Regions from separate parts of the Ovis canadensis genome. Here region 2 is linked to region 1. A link is a contact called in public Hi-C data. All regions are on one chromosome and are shown on one strand. The core of a region is the stretch at or near the end of the contact, and the rest is flanking DNA. Distances in the headings are between cores, read along the strand shown.

Region 1 (2,551 bases), core at 15-2,514:
CTTCAGCAGCTCTTTGTCTGCCACTCCCACCACAAGCTGCTCCCGAGCCAGGATGCAGGCGACACTGAGCAACACCTTGTGGGCATTGTGCAGGCGGTCAAAGGTGCCGCCCACAGCCCCCCGCCGGTGGCCACGCACCGGCTGCTTTGCAGACCTGGCCACAGGGGAGGTTGGCCTGATGGTGGAGGGTAGGTGGACGCCCAGGGACCCCACGGGGGGCTCTGCAGGCCCATAATCTGGGTACAGCAGCACTGAAGACAGCTGCGGACAACAGCTGTAACAGCTGGTGGCGTAGCGCTCGAGCTGCTGCTTGGCCGGGTTGTACTGGCTTCCATCCAGGGTCTGGAAGTCAGTCAGGACCACTTCCGGCGGGTGGGCCAGGTTCTGGACTGAGGTGGGTAGGGGAGGGAGACAGCTCTTGGTTCGGATATTTGTCAGCAGAATTCTGACGTCCAGGTGCCTGTGGACATCGGCGCCTGCGTAGAGGTGAGTGATGAAATCGATAACTTCAAATGTGGCCTGCACGGGGCTGGACTGGGGTTGAGCCGAGCCGCCCAGGCTCATGCCCGGCTGCAGGTGTACATAGAGCGTGTGATTCACCAGCCGGGCTGCCGAGGACAGGATGGGGGCCAGGCGAGGGGCCAGGGAAGTCAGCGGCGTTGTCAGCACCAGGAGGCCCGACCGGAATACGGCCATCCTTCTCAGGCCTGCGGACAGTCGGGGAGACGAGGCAAGGGTGAATGGGTGGTATGTGTTTGAGGCCGAAAACTGTAGGGGGACTTGGACGCAAGAGAGGGGCACCTGGAGCAGGGACGGGTTCTCAGTGCCTATCGAGAGGAACCTGGGGAAGGGGACAGGGCTTGGTAAATGGCGCCTCCGGGCTGTGTTCTAATCTCGGTTTTATCATCTCTCAGAGCGGTGAGTTCGCTGAATTGAATCAAAATCCTAGGGTGGGGAGAGGAACTGGGCAGAAGCCCCTGCGTCGTAAGACTGGGGATCCAGAAATCCCGGGCGTTCTTGCTGAGCTGCACCAGCATCTTCAAGGAATCGGAGGGGGGGACTAAAAGAGGACACTCAAGCTCGGGTCCTACTTACTGAGACCTCCGGGCTTTGGTTCCGCTTGCACTACCGCGGAGGCTTCCCCAACCACGACCCGTTAACACAAGTTCCGGAGCTGTGACTCGAAACTACGGAACCTAAGAAAGGCCAAAAATCTCAGCGTTGGTTCGGCGAGGGATTCTCGCGAGATTTTTCATTTGAAGGCGGGCGGGGCGGGGGAGGGGCGCTTGCGGTTGCAAAGGGGCGGAGCTCTGAGGCGTGGGAGGTGCGTGAAAACTTGTTTGCAAAACCCAACCTCGCGGAAACTAGGCGGAGTGGGGCAAAGCGGGTGGAGAAGGAAACAGCAACGCACTCCAGTATTCTTACTTGAAAAGTCCCATGGACAGAGGAGCCTGCCGGGCTGCACTCCATGGGGTCGCAAAGAGTCGGACACAACTGAAGAGACTTGGCACGCACGCTGGGCAAGGCGGGCTTGAAAGCCTGCTTAACGGGTGCCCTTCAGACTCTCAGAGAAGAGACTGGCTTCAGCCAGGTCACTCGGGAGACAACGGCAAAGGCGGAGCTAACACCTGGCTTTCCTGCTTAATAAATCGCGGGGACAGAGGTGGAGGGATGTGTCATAGGGTAGCATTTAAGTTAGGGCTCGGCGTCCCCAGAGCCCTCCTGACGCCCTCCCAATCTAAGGATCTGGTCACGGAACAGTTCTGTCCAAGTCCCCATTTCACAGATGGAAACATTGAGGCCCTGTATGTTCCAGGGACATCTAGGGAGGTAAGGACAGAGGCCATGTGTCGTGGCTCCCGTGCAGTGCTCTCCACATCACCCAGAACCAGTGATATGACAGTTTCCCCAAGAGAGGAGGAAGAAGAGGAGAGCTCTGCATATGAGCTCAGTAGAGCTGCCAGAGAATGGTCCCTGTGGGCGGAAGAAAAGGCAGCGGGGCTAGGGGAGGAGACTCAGTGGCGAGAATTTACCATGAGGCTAAAAAGTTGGCTTAAAGCTCAACATTCAGAAAACAAAGATCATGGCATCTGGTCCCATCACTTCATGGGAAACAGATGGGGAAACAGTGGAAACAGTGTCAGACTTTATTTGGGGGGACTCCAAAATCACTGCAGATGGTGATTGCAGCCATGAAATTAAAAGACACTGACTCCTTGGAAGGAAAGTTACGACCAACCTAGATAGCATATTTAAAAGCAGAGACACTACTTTGCCAACAAAGGTCCGTCTAGTCAAGGCTATGGTTTTTCCAGTAGTCATGTATGGATGTGAGAGTTGGACTGTGAAGAAAGCTGAGCACCGAAGAATTGATGCTTTTGAACTGTGGTGTTGGAGAAGACTCTTGAGAGTCCCTTGGACTGCAAGGAGATCCAACCAGTCCATTCTGAAGGAGATCAGCCCTGGGATTTCTTTGGAGGGAATGATGCTGAAGCTGAAACTCCAGTACTTTGGCCACCTCATGCAAAGAGTTGACTGATTGGAAAAGACT
Region 2 (2,551 bases), core at 32-2,531, 210 kb before region 1:
TTCCTTTTTATTTCTGATTTTCATGTCATGCTTAGACAGCCCTTCTCTACTTCAAGATTATAAAAAATATTCACTCATGCTTTCATATAGTACCTTTAACCATTGTTTTGTTTTTTGCCACACGGCTTGTGGGATTTTTAGTTCCCCTATCAGGGACTGAACTGGCGCCCTCACCAATGAAAGCTTATAGTGCTAACGACTGGACTGCCAGGGAATTCCCAATTGTATTTTTGACGCTTAAATTTGTGACTAACTTGGAACTTCTTTTGGTGTAAACAGTGAGTAGAAGATTGAGCTCACTACCATTTAAATGGCTCTTTGTACACAATGGAGTATTACTCAGCCGTTAAAAAGAATTCATTTGAATCAGTTCTGATGAGATGGATGAAACTGGAGCCAATTATACAGAGTGAAGTAAGCCAGAAAGAAAAACACCAATACAGTATACTAACACATATATATGGAATTTAGGAAGATGGCAATGACGACCCTGTATGTAAGACAGGAAAAAAGACACAGATGTGTATAACGGACTTTTGGACTCAGAGGGAGAGGGAGAGGGTGGGATGATTTGGGAGAATGGGAATTCTAACATGCATACTATCATGTAAGAATTGAATCGCCAGTCCATGTCTGACGTAGGGTGCAGCATGCTTGGGGCTGGTGCATGGGGATGACCCAGAGAGATGTTGTGGGGAGGGAGGTGGGAGGGGGGGTCATGTTTGGGAACGCATGTAAGAATTAAAGATTTTAAAATTAAAAAAAATAAATAAATAAATGGCTCTTTGGTCCCACTCATCACTTATTAAGTAGATCACTTCCCCACTAACTTTAAATATTAGCTTTATCACCCACTAAATCCACCCCGCCCCCCATACATGGTCTATTTTTTAACTTTATTCTCTTCCATGGGTACTCCTGCACCAACACAAAAATGTTTTAGTTTCATAACTTTATATTCCAATATCTAAAGTGTTGGACTTTCCCTTATCATAACTGAAACTTTATACAATGAAACACAACAAGGTTTACCCCCTCACTTGCCCTTCCAAGTGTCTACCTCTTTGTCAGCGTTTCAAAAAAAACGCCCAGTTCTCCCAATGAGAAATTTTAAAAATTGATACCGCAGTGAATAACGAAAGTGGCTCCGCTAAGAAGTGACAAATCTGAAGAAAAGTCACTGAGTTAGAAAATGGTGGCGTGTCCAGGGGTTGTTTGTTTATTCGCTAAATTGTATCGGACTCTTTAGCGACTCGCTCCCAACTCGGTCGGGCCACTTCCGCTCGCAACACCAGCCCCCAGGCCGACGCCTGCCGCCTTTCCCAGCTCAGCCTCTAGAGGTCGCAGCTAGGCGAAAGCGGGTCGACCATGACTGACGCCCTGAGGCGCGGCAGTCATCGTGACGTCAAGTCCGGTCCCGGCGGAAGTCCTCCCCCGGCGGACCGGGAAGTAGCTGAAGGCTGGGCGATGGCAGTCTTGGAAGTCCCCCTCGCAGACAGACCCGAAGCCGCGGTACCCCCGCGGTAGACCGGATCAGGGTGGCGGGCTCCGGGTCCCGAGGTGAAAAGCGTTGGGGGCTGAACGGCTACTATCGAAGGGGACCTGGGAACCCTGACGGCCCCTATTGCAGACCCTCCCTGACTTTGGGCTGTAAACTGCCTTTGCCGGGTCAGCCCCGGAAGCAGGTCCGCTTGGTATCCTACCGTTCCTACAGGGAAAGGTGCAGGCGGGGATTTTTACCCCTTCACCACAACAGCAAGTCAGGTGGTAGCTCCGAACCCGGGGTTCAAGGGCGCCTGTTCTTCCTAACGTCGTCTCCTTTCCACCGCCGCAGGGATGGAGGGGTCTAAGACATCCAGCAGCACCATGCAGGTGAGCTTCGTGTGTCAGCGCTGCAGCCAGCCTCTGAAACTGGACACGAGCTTCAAGATCCTGGACCGTGTCACCATCCAGGAGCTCACAGGTCAGCGAGGCCTTTGGAAAGAGGGTGATCAAGATCGTTCAAAGTGGGCAGCTTTGGAGATGAAGGTCTTAAGGACTATACATAGCCTGCCACAAACCTTGTGAGCCTCGAAAGTTGCTTCATCTTTCTGGTTCCTTGTTTTCTTATCGAGAACATAAAAGAGTTCTGACACGATGTGCTTCTGAGAGCTTTCTATAACAAGGAAAGGTCCTTAGTTTTCTGCTCCCGCTGTTTCAGAGTAAAGGATTATATGTATATAAAAATAAACAGCAGTTGTGGGGGACTTGCCATATACCAAGTGCATTACATGTGTTACTTTAACCTCTATGGAGTAGTTCAGTTTTACTCCCCTATGCGTAGGAGTAGTAAAAATTTATCATTTCATCCATGAGGAGTTGAAGCTCAGTCAGGTTAAATGATTTACCCAGAAGCCAATAGTTGATAAGTAGAGGAAAATAGAGGAATAGAGTCCCAAATTCTCAAGAAGTGAGATGAAGCTAGGAAAAAGGAAAAGACTGAATAAACAGTTAAAATAAGCTCATGGACCTAGAGTCACTCTGCTTGAATTTAAATTCTGGCTATCATTTA

What was found. Hi-C and Micro-C count contacts between places; a contact is called where the count stands out from the background.
Region 2: a contact with region 1 is called in a Hi-C map of fibroblasts, with 5 times the contacts expected there. The contact joins the promoter of PSME3 here to the promoter of COASY in region 1. A contact is called at or near these places in 2 of 2 Hi-C or Micro-C datasets (fibroblasts and lung).

What each region holds. Positions count from the first base shown.
Region 1 is chr11:51,021,355-51,023,905 of ARS-UI_OviCan_v2, reverse strand. It overlaps COASY (Coenzyme A synthase), which reads right to left and starts at 1,264. Exons shown (of 10, transcript XM_069603805.1): 1 at 1,096-1,264; 2 at 1-707. The coding sequence starts at 696.
Region 2 is chr11:51,230,132-51,232,682 of ARS-UI_OviCan_v2, reverse strand. It overlaps PSME3 (proteasome activator subunit 3), which reads right to left and starts at 1,281. Exons shown (of 13, transcript XM_069541589.1): 1 at 1,125-1,281. BECN1 (beclin 1) reads left to right here and starts at 1,360. Exons shown (of 12, transcript XM_069603819.1): 1 at 1,360-1,560; 2 at 1,835-1,963. The coding sequence starts at 1,837.